Linked DNA regions of Mus musculus: regions 1 and 3 are each linked to region 2. A link is a contact called in public Hi-C data. All regions are on one chromosome and are shown on one strand. Each heading gives the region's core, a stretch centred on a gene start, on an enhancer-like site or on the middle of the called end of the contact. The rest is flanking DNA. Distances are from core to core; before and after follow the strand shown.

Region 1 (3,687 bases), core at 9-2,508, 98 kb before region 2:
CCGGTGGGGAGGAGAGGGGGCTAGAGGAGAAAGATTGGCCAAGCGCCCATTAGACAATGGGCTAGGAACACAAATAGACTTAGGTAGAGCAGAGGATGAAAAGAAAAACAAACAAACAAACAAACATAAAAACCCCAAAGGTAAACGCTTCTTCCTACTTCCTGTTTCTTCCTGTGTACCGAGTCTGTGTGGGAAGAGAAGCCGGGAGCTGATTACTGTTTGGGGGCCTCTGATTACAAACCCACACGTGGAAAGATTAGGATCAAGGGACTCTGAAGCTACTAAACCTTTCCTCCTGCCTTGCCACCTGCTCCTCTTCCCCTAGCTGGTGGGGTCCAGGGAGTTCTCTTCTTTAATCTTTGTTGACTGCTAATCCCTGTTTCATTAGGGTGGAGGGCTCCCTCTGCAAATTATGGGTTGGGGACAAAATTCCTTAGCATCCTGTCTCTGAGTAGGGACGGTCGGTCCTAAAATGTCACCTACCCAACGATCAGATCTTTCTATATTCCCTCCCACACCTAATTTTTTCTGCCACACAACAGCTGTCACATTTCACGGCCACCCTTGAACTGCTGGGTCTTTGGCTCTGTGTGTGTGTGTGTGTGTGTGAGAAAGAGAGAGAGAGAGAGAGAGAGAGAGAGAGAGAGAGAGAGAGAGAGAGAGAGAGAGAGAGAGAGAGATTGAGTGACATGAGCATCTAGCTCACTTCCAACTAATCCCAGAAACCTCCCCTTCGGAGTATTTTTAGCACTCTGACATCATCTTGCTGACTTCATCCCGATGTGCAGCCAGGCCCCCTAAGGGCATGGCAGGCACTAATACAAGGTTACCATTACCACCCTCCAGGGGTATTCAAAGTGACTGTCTTAAGGGTTTCTGGCCAAGAGTCAACAGACCTCCTCAATTGATACCCAGAGGCAGACAATACAGAGGCCACAGTACCACCCAAACTCTGACAGGAGAGCCCAACTGCTAAGCTCTGATAATAGGCTGAACAGAGGATGTGGCAGCTCCCACTTCCTGACTGGAGCCTCCAGCATTGTTGTGCCAGGCAACAGCTGCTTGGTATCAAGGCAAGGCCAGACTCCAGCTGGGGAGGGGAGTGTGCCTTGGCTTGCCATTTAGATGTATAGGGGCAACTTCTCCTGCTGGAGCAGGCTCATCCAACACTCACAGGCTGTCTCAAGGCGAGCGCAGGTGTTAAGAACGATAGAGCTCAGGAGTGTGAGATGGCCCAGTGGGTAGAAGGCTCTACACACACAGTGGAAGGAGAGAACTGTGCCCTTTGACCTTCACATATGCACCTTGGCATGCCTCCCAAGCCTAAAGATAAATAAAATGAAATTAAAATGTTAGCGTGGGAAGGAAGCAGAGCCTGATTTTAATTTTGCAGGTGAGGCATGGATGTTATTGTGGATAGACTTATTTGGCACGTCTTACCATCTGTCACACACTGCATGTGCTTTCTGGTTCTTTTTGCCAGAACCATGTATGTGTATATATACACACATACATGAATGTAATATTCATGTATATATACACACATACATGAATGTAATAATTCATTGTGGTGCTAGGAATTGCACCTAGTGCCTCTTTTTTCTTTTTTAAAAAAGATTTAATTATTTAAGTACACTGTACCTGCCACACAAGAAGAGGGCATCAGATCCCATTACAGATGGTTGTGAGCCACCACGTGGTTGCTGGGATTTGAACTCAGGACCTCTGGAAGAGCAGTCAGTGCTCTTAACCACTGAGTCATCTCTCTAGCCCTGCACTTAATGCCTTATGCATGACAAGCACGCATTTTACAGCAAACCTGTTTCTCTGATTTCTATACTGGACACTTACGATATCAGTTTCTCTCGTTATTGGTTCTTAATTTTAATGATGCTCTTGTATCTGTCTGCCAAATTTCTCGTTTGTGAAGCTGGGGTTTTCTTTTTTCTTTTTCTTTTCTTTCTTTCTTTCTTTCTTTTTTTTTTTTTTTTTTTTTTTTTTTTTTTTTTTTTTTTTTTTTTTTTTTTTTTTTTGAGGCAGGTTTCTCTGTATAGCCCTGGCTGTCCTGGAACTCACTTTGTAGACCAGGCTGGCCTCAAACTCTAAAATCCGCCTGCCTCTGCCTCCCGAGTGCTGGGATTAAAGGCATGCACCACCACCACGCCTGGCTTGGGGTTTTCAACGGTGCTTTGCTTGCTCAGAATTCGTGTGGCCCTGGGCTCCATCCTCGGCCACCAAAATGAACATGTTTGTATAATGAGTGGTTATCGTGTAAAGTCATACGGCAAGCTCTGCAGTTTCCTACAAACTTCTATCCGTCTGTTTTTGCGTCTTTAGGTGGCTCTCGAGTTATTACCACAGTGAAAATCATGTGCTTGTTTTCTGACTTTATTATTCACATGTATGGTCATCTTCTTGTCAGCATGAACCTTCTTGTCTCATTTGTTTATTTCTGTCAGTAGAGAGTTAGGGGTTACCTTTCCTTCAATGGTTTATAATCGGTAACTCCCTTTATTTATTTGGTTGTTCAAATTATCCATACTCCATAGATATGACTCCCATCCAGGTGGTTCCTGCTGAGTTTTCATAAGTCTATAGGCCTTGTGATCATTTGCATCCAGAAGGATCTGTACTTTTGAAGACAATGGCTGGCTGTTTGGACAAATAGTCATGAGTGTGTAACCGCCATGACCATAGCCAAGATGGGGAATGAGTCTATCGGCTGAGAGACTGTCCCTGAGTCTCAGGAAGACCAGTCTCCTCCGTGGAAATCCTGGTTCTGGTTGTCAGTGCTTCCACTCTTGTCTCCAGCTTTACCCTTTCAGAGTGGTTTTGATGACATTTTAGCTCAGTGCTAGAGCCCTTGGCATAGCGTGCTGAAAGAAAGGCGCAGATTCGATCGCTCCTCAGCACTGAGAAAAAAATGGGAAGAGAAGGGAGGTGGGAGTGGGGTTAGGGTTAGGGTTAGGGTTGGGGTTGGGGGTGAGGATATGATTGGGTGCCAAGATCCAACATACTTCACTTAAACATCGGAACTGCACGATACACAGTTGCTGTAGCATGATATGGATATGTGTTCTCTGGACCCTGCTGTCTGGGGATGCTCTGTCACAGGACACAGGTCGGCAGAGGAAAGTGTTCTTCCCAGTCCCTATTCCTGGGCATTTGGTGGTGGTTCCTAGCGGCTTCTGGACCCCACCTGCCCTTCAGAATCTCCAGGGTGGGCTGGCTTATACTCTTCTAATTAGAAAGGATTTCTTTCCCCAGGTATGGCAGAAGGAGGTAGTAAGAGCTACTGGGAGACTTATCTTAGTGAAGAGATAAGAACAATCTCAAATTACTACATTGACTTCCTGTAAATAGATGCTTCTAAAGGGCTGACAATAGCTTCAAAAGTTAAAAAGTAGCTAAAAAACGCCCCTTTGTAAGCCCTCTCCCCAAACTTAAGCAAGCTCCTACTGAGTTTCTTCTTTCTTTTCTACAAAGGTGTTTATCAAATTACTTTTCACATATTCTGAAAAACAACCAAACCAAATCAAATCAAACTACCACCAAGAACAAAAAGAAACTTGAGAATGTCCTCTGTTGGACTTAAAAAAAAATGTAGCAATTCCTGGACTCTTAAGTTAAAGAGTGAAAAGCATTGCTAAAGTCAAGCCGTTACCATTATTCACAAGGATATGTGAC
Region 2 (3,723 bases), core at 1,221-3,720:
CCTGAGGGGCTGTGGCTGACTTTCCAGGGAGCTCCATGTTACTTGACTTTTATGATTTTTCCATGTTATTAGAGGTCTGTTTGGGTTATTTCTTAATGTATCCATTTCTTACCTCCTCCTTGTGTATGCATGCATGTGTGGATGTATATGTGTGTGTGTGTGTGTGTGTGTGTGTGTGTGTGTGTGGTATGTGCATATATGCATGGATGTGTATGTGTGCATGTTTGCATGTGTTTGACAAATACGTTATATGCATATGTATATATGTTTGTGAATGTGTGTGTATGTGTTGTATGTGTGTGCAGTCCTTTCTCTGGGCACTTAGTATGTTCCCTAGTTGTTCACTATGACCAAGATGGAAATTGTGCAAATGGTTTAACTTCATTGCCCTTTATGTAGGCATTAACCAGATCCTGGAGAGTGCCAGGAGCTGAAAAGCACATAAAAGTTGTCGGTTGCTCCTTAAAGTTGTTCTGATTGCAGGTAAAGGAGAGAGCATGCTGCCTAGCCACTGGAGATGACTGTGTGGAGTATGTATAATGGACGCTTATTCCCTAGCAGAGAGACCTCTGCGCTAATATAACCAGCCTTCCCAATTGTTCAGAGAGCCAGATTAACCATTTGAAGACATGCACACACACACACACACACACACACACACACACACACACATACACACACATACACACACATACACAAACACACATACACACACATACACACACATACACACATACCCTTGCACTCAAGCACACACATCTGCACACACTCACACACATTCACACATACTCATACACACACTCATATACATACATATTCACATACACAGATATTCAGACATATACACTCACATATGCACTCATAAACACACGTACACACATGCATATACACACAGAAGTGTGTGTGTGAACCCCAGACTTCTGAAGGACTTAAAAACAAAACAAAGAAACCCTGGCAGTCTGGTAAGAAGTTAGGGAAGCCCGGTTTACATTGGGCACATGATTCAAAAAAGATTTTTCATATTTCTGACTCAGGCAGGTTTGGCCAGATAGAGTTCACTTAGTTCTTGTCAGGTTCAGTGAGTCTAGCAATCTCATAAAGCAAGTTGCTGGTCTCTGGGGTTAGAAAGATTGGAAGACACACTTCTGAGGTCATGACAGAAAGGCGTAGAAGCCATTCTTTATGAAAACTGGAATCCTGTTGGCTACCCCTCCCCTATCAGCTGCTCACGTCGTTCTGAGGCAGTTTTCATCTCACCACAGCTGTTGAAAACCTGGCTTTGCAGAGCTATGACATCATGGAAAGGAACGTAGCAGCACCTGAGGACAACGCTGCAAACTAGCGATACCGCACATCCAGGGGGTTGTTGAAAGCTGGAAACCAGTGATGCCGAATGAGCCTTGGGATAGTTGCCGAGCCTGCCGGGGTTCAAGGCAAGATGGATGACGCTGATATCCACGTGTTTTCCTCAAATTTAAAATGTCCTATAGCTCCGCCTTTCAGGTTGGTGGCCAGTCCTCTCTGTGCCTCCCTATACAGTTTTGAAGAATGTTAGGAGAATACTAGAGAAGAGAAAGCCCTGGCTTTCTGGCCAAAGAGAATCCACAAAAGCAAATGTCAAGTCTGCCCACATTTGTCCATTTCCTAAGACAGACGCCCTTTCAGGCTGTGACCTATAGAACCATAGAGTAGGGCTTGAGGAAGGGTGTGAGTTTAGAGCTCTGCTTAGCCACCCCCACATATGCGTTTTAATGTAAGTTAATAGAAACTAAAAGTGAGTTACTCCATGCCCTCTTCCCATTTCTGTGAAGAGCCAGGAAGATGATGGCCTCACAGAACTGAGAACGTTGTGCTTTCCCTGTGTAAACACTACCCGTGACAGCCTTACAGCTGCCACCCATGCTGCCACACTTACTGTATCTGACACTTTAAGGTGTTGGATACAAGCAGAGTTAAGTATTCTGTAGTTTCAATCACCTTGTTAGGCAATTCCCTATTTAATTTTAGCTCTTCAAGTACGCTAACATCTCGGATTGGCGGGGTGGCTCAGTGCGTACAGGCAGTTCCTGTGGAGCCTGGCAGCCTGAGTTAGATGCCCAGATCCATGTAAAGGTGGAAGGAGAGAACTGATCCTACTAAGTTGTCCTCCAACCCAATCTGGGCGACCACACACACACACACACACACACACACACACACACACACACTGAACAACATCTCAAAAACGAAAGTAGTGTCGGTGACTTCCAAGACATTGGGCTTAATAACTGACAAAGGATTTGAGTATTTGTTTTGGATTCTTTTCTTTCTTTTCCTTTCCCCTTTTCCTTTCTTTCCTTCTCTCCTCCTCTTCCTCCTCTTCCGCCGCCTCCTCTTCTTCTCCTTTCTTCAACAAGCTCTCATGTAGCTCAGGCTGACTTCAAACACATTATGTAGCTAAGGATGACCTCTGGAGGGCCGGGGTGACGAGGGCGTAGCATCGCACTCAGCTCGATCTGGATTCTTTAAAGAACGACTATATTACAGGAGAGAATGGCCCCTCGGCCTACATCCACACCTACATTTGCAGAGTGTATCTTTATGGATTTGCTTTTTTCTAGTTTTTATTTACAACCGTGGATCAACACTGCCATTGCCTTCGCATTCGTGTGTGGACACTCACAGAGCTCAGGACAATTTGAGCTACCAGACAAGCATGTTCTCAGCTTAAGCGGAACAAAGTGACACTCTTAATTCTCCTCCCAAAAATGGGAGTTCCTTTTTAATCTATTTAGTGCCATGTCCTTTTATTTTCTCTCTCTCTCTCTCTCTCTCTCTCTCTCTCTCTCTCTGTGTGTGTGTGTGTGTATGTGGTGTGTCCATGTGTGTGTTTCCTGTTTAAAAAATGTTCCAGTCACGGGGCTGATATTGCTGTCATGGGATTCTGGGCACAAGAAGGCTATAGTGTATCTAAAAGAGAGAGTTGGTGTGTTGATGCTTTCTTCAGGCAAAGGCTTCCAAGGTATTAAAGCTGAGAGGTCAACATTGACGATGGGTCACTATCTCTTCATAAAGCTAGCTTTAAACATACAAACTGAGATTTTTGTATCGATTGGCAAAAAGATGTTATAATCAGAGGCTCACAGAAACCCAACCCTGCATTTTCTCTTCAATTGATGACTTGGTAGCTGCTAATTTTATGATGTAGCTGGCTTTACAGCGCAGAGCTACCTCTGAAATCAAGAATCAACCATGCAATGAAGGTGGAGGGGTGGTGGTAGTGGTGGTGGGGCATTCTGGGAAGAGTGCTGTTAGGTTATGTACTGTTATCAACATGCTATGCATTTACACTCGCTACGATGTGGCTGGATGATGGAATATATGGGACCCACCAACATATATGCTTTTCCCACTGAACCAAACGTTCTGTAGCTCGTGGCTGGAACTGAAAGACAGGCTCTTAGAGGGATAGGAGCTTGTGAATCCCTTACTTCTTCCCACCCTAGGCTGGTCTGGTAGCCACGCTGTTTTGGAACTCGAGGGAGTTTATTAGTTGCCAAGGTAATATGTTTGTCTGGTACCCACTTCAAGGGGATGACTGGAGCTTGTTTCTTTTAATGTCCAGAATTCCTCACCATCCTGACTAGAACCATTTACTTCAGGTTGAGGTCTTACAGACAATTTTCTGAATTGTTTCATGGACATTGTTTATTCAATCCATTCTCTAGACAAATAATAAAATGA
Region 3 (3,619 bases), core at 305-2,804, 82 kb after region 2:
TTGGTGACAATGGAATTCTAGTTATCGAGTCTAAAATCACTTGAGTTCAAGTCCCAGCAAAAGATGAAGGTCTGGAGCTGTGTCCAGGTCACAGCCACCAGTGCTAAGACCTCAGAGAGGGGAAAATGGACAATCTCTGGCATCTTCAACTTGTGGCATCTTTGTGTCTAATGTGGAGGAGAGGGAAAGAAGAAAAGTAAAAGTCTGCATGTTTTTGAAATATTGGAACTGTGCTCAAGAGGGGACTATTATGAAGAGTTATCAGTTTAGAAGCTGTGGAGCAGAGGACCATGGGGTTCAAAGCTTGTTTGTGACTGGGAACCACAGTATGGGTACTTGCTTTTGCAAAGTACAGTAGGCTGGAGGAGCAACGCTTCTTCTCCCCGACTTCCAAAGGCTTGACCTCTTGAAGCAAAGGGAGAGAATCCTTTGCCTTTCCCCAGACTTTGGTGTTTTCAGATTGTGATGGCCAGTTCTTTATTGACAACTTGATTAGATTTAAGAGTGTCCACAGCATAAGAGAGGCACACCCTTGTTGTTGTCTATGAGGTTATTTCCAAAGATTATTAACTGATCAGGGAAGACCTACCCTGAAGGGCTGGTGCATGCATGTGTGTGTGTGTGTGTGTGTGTGTGTGTGTGTGTGTGCATGCACATGCGTGTGTAAGTATATGTGTATGCCAGACTGAATATAAGATGAAGAAGGAGGAAGCAATTTGAGGACCAGCATTTACGTTTCTCTGCCCCCTGACTGGAGAGGCCATGCCGATCAGTTGTCTCCCACGTTCCCCCTTCCATCCATGGCTCCAGCATTATGAACCAGCTGTATCTTCTAAAACCATAAGTCAAAATAAATCCTTTCTCCCATAGGCTCCTTTTGTTAGCTAAAGTAATGGATGCACTGGCATTCCTTGGGTTGTAGATGCATCTTTCCAATGTCTATCTCCATGGTTCTCTTCCTGGTGTCCTTCTCTCTCTCTCTCTCTGCTTTTTTCCAGTCATATCGGATGTTGGCTCTTCCCTGATCAAATAGAGCCTTATCTTAACCGATTACATGTGCAATGGCTTCCTTTCTAATTGAGTCACATTTGTAGGAACTGGGGCTTAAGACTTCAATGCAGCTTTTGTTTGGGGGTGGGGGGTGGGGGTGCAATTCAGTCCATGACCCATGATGTCACCCGGACCCTCATCCCCCACATGGAGGTCTGTAATCAAGGGCTTCTGGATTCACTCACGTCCCAATCACAGCCAACACATGGCCCATGAGTAAACAGGGCTCCACGGGAGAACCCTGGTGACTCACAGTGCCACTATCAGTCAGCATGAAGGGTAATTAGCAAGGGATTGTCATCTAGAATAAAGCCACCCGGTTCCTCTGTAAAAATGTGTCAGAGGGTATTTAGAACCATCATGGTCAGCCCACTGCTACACACTGCAAATTACACACGTCTTTTTGGTGTGTGTGTATGCGTCTTATTCATAGTTCTTCCTGTGCTCCATTTGCGAGGGCGGTTGCTCACCCACTCTCATTTCAGCACCGGCCTTGCGTGCTTCAAAAGCTCCCGATGTCCCGAACACCCATACATCTTCCTGTCACCCTGGTTAGTCATCTGCTATCACTTTTCTTTCGTTTTGCTCACGTAAGAAGTCATGTTTTTGCTCAGGAGAAAGTGCCATGAGAAAACGTTCGTTCTGATCATTTGGCGACTCATTCCACTCCTTTCTGATGTTTGTAGATGTGAGAGGGAAATCCCTTTTGAGAAGAACCTTAATGAAGGTCCCAGGGGAGGTGGGGTGAAGGAGTGCAGTCAGAAAGTGCTCACACCATCCTGCCGCATTTAGCCATCAACCAGGGAGTACGTATGGCTCCAGCTGCAAATGTAGCAGACGATGGCCTTGTCAGGCATCAAGGGGAGGAGAGGTCCCTGGTCCTATGAAGGCTGGATAGATGCCCCAGTATAGGGGAATGGAGGGCAGGGAGGTGGGAGTGGGTGGGTGAGTGGAGAAACACCCCCATAGAAGCAGAGGGAGGGAGGATGGGAGAGGGGGTTTACAGGAAGGGAGGGGAAACTGGGAAAGGGGATAACATTTGAAATGTAAATTAAAAAAATCCAATAATTTCTTTTCTAGAGAAGGATATCATGGTTCTAATGCCCCCTGGGATCACAGAAGCTGGTCTCCTTCTAAGAGAATGCTTTTTAGTGACATCACTGTCCTCCCCGCTTCTGCTGGCGTTGTTCTGCATAAACCACAACAAGTCAGACATCAGATGAGCATTCGGCTCTATTCCTTTATGAATCCAGGCCTCAGACTGAGTCTGTTATAGCTGAAATGAAGCTGAGTTTATTCAGTTGAGTACCAAGTCCCTCCAAGGAGTGGGAGGGGTAAGTTACATCCCTTTAAAAACTCTTTGTTGGAGTGCTAACTTCTGGCACCTCAGAAGGCGACACTGCTTAAAATGAGGGCATATGGGTGATCCATCCCTAAGTCAGTCTAGTATCCATATAGAAAGAGATTAGGGCATAGACCTGTGTCAAAAGAAGATAACTTGATGATTTGGGGGAAAGATTGTCATATACAAACCAAGGAGAGATTCCAGGGATGCCTTGTCAATTCCTTGATCTTGGACTGGATTCCAAAGCTATGAGGAATATATTTTTTTTAAACATTAAGCCTCGTAGCTTGTGATATTCACTACTGCAATGCTAACTGTTGCATGCAGAGCGAGGAGGGTTGAAAGTAGCCTTTTGAAAGATGCCATACTTCCTGTTTTTAGCTTCTTTTCTCATTGTTGTAAGGAAAAAAAAAACACCTAAAGAACAGCATAAAGGTGGAAAAGATGTGTTATGACTGTTGGTTTCAGAAGTTTTGGTCCCATGTGATTGGGCAGAATATCCTGGTGTCCAGAGCAAGTGGCAAAGGACAGCAGCTTCAATCCGATAAGGCAGGAAGCAGAGAAGGCAACACTATGTTTGACCGTAAAGATGAACCATCATACTTACCCATGCCCCCTCCAAGTCACATCCTCCCCAGTGAGCAAGCACACCAGACCATCCTACCTACCCACCCTTCCTCACCCGCAGTGAGTATGAGTACCAGGCAATCATACCTACCCATGCCCCGCCCAACTCCACCCCCAGTGAGCATGCGCAGTAGGCCATCAACGTTTTAAAAACTCTTGGTCCAGTCCTAGCTTTTACGATACCATGCTGTGTTTTAGGGAGAAAAGATGAAAGACGCTAACCTACTACTTCCTTTCATGAATGCAGTTTAGTCGGAATGCCAACAGTGGTGTCAACTCTATTACCATTTTCTGCAACACCAGAGGAGAGTTTTCTAGTTTTTTTTTTTTTTTTTTTTTTTTTTTTTAGCTACAAAGACGGAAAAATGTGATCAACGCAATCCAACCCAAGTGTAATTTCAGCCCCTTTCCTCCTGTCATGATAAGCCAGAAGTATGGGTTGCCAGAAATGGAAAACAGCTTTCTCCTCAGCCAGATGATGGTCGTGTTCAAAGTGCCATCCGTTTGCCATGTGTTAAAAGTTAAGCATTGAAAACAGACCGGCTTACTTCGCTGAAGCCGTGGGCTCTTGGAAGCCAAGGAGACACTTGGAGGCAT

What was found. Hi-C and Micro-C count contacts between places; a contact is called where the count stands out from the background.
Region 1: a contact with region 2 is called in a Hi-C map of the N1E-115 cell line, with 6 times the contacts expected there. The contact joins two enhancer-like sites. A contact is called at or near these places in 8 of 484 Hi-C or Micro-C datasets (the HPC-7 cell line, the N1E-115 cell line, cerebellum and 4 more), 4 of 115 datasets of contacts at active chromatin or transcription factors (CD8 T cells, the HPC-7 cell line, bone marrow-derived dendritic cells and 1 more) and 1 of 9 other capture datasets (macrophages).
Region 3: a Hi-C map of the N1E-115 cell line shows a contact between it and region 2, with 1.7 times the contacts expected there. The contact joins two enhancer-like sites. A contact is called at or near these places in 7 of 484 Hi-C or Micro-C datasets (ECoMG-derived neutrophils, the N1E-115 cell line, Th1 cells and 4 more) and 1 of 115 datasets of contacts at active chromatin or transcription factors (CD8 T cells).

What each region holds. Positions count from the first base shown.
Region 1 is chr13:44,499,327-44,503,013 of GRCm38.p6, reverse strand. No RefSeq gene overlaps it. Among named protein-coding and RNA genes, the nearest start is that of Gm40930, 3.5 kb to the left of the region's middle. Within about 2 kb of position 1,258, at least 27 of the 459 cell types and tissues checked have an H3K27ac peak or open chromatin away from gene starts, as enhancers often do. A contact at or near this core is called in the N1E-115 cell line, where this site is marked.
Region 2 is chr13:44,402,393-44,406,115 of GRCm38.p6, reverse strand. No RefSeq gene overlaps it. Among named protein-coding and RNA genes, the nearest start is that of Gm33958, 4.1 kb to the right of the region's middle. Within about 2 kb of position 2,470, at least 11 of the 459 cell types and tissues checked have an H3K27ac peak or open chromatin away from gene starts, as enhancers often do. A contact at or near this core is called in the N1E-115 cell line, where this site is marked.
Region 3 is chr13:44,319,171-44,322,789 of GRCm38.p6, reverse strand. No RefSeq gene overlaps it. Among named protein-coding and RNA genes, the nearest start is that of Gm29676, 61 kb to the right of the region's middle. Within about 2 kb of position 1,554, at least 27 of the 459 cell types and tissues checked have an H3K27ac peak or open chromatin away from gene starts, as enhancers often do. A contact at or near this core is called in the N1E-115 cell line, where this site is marked.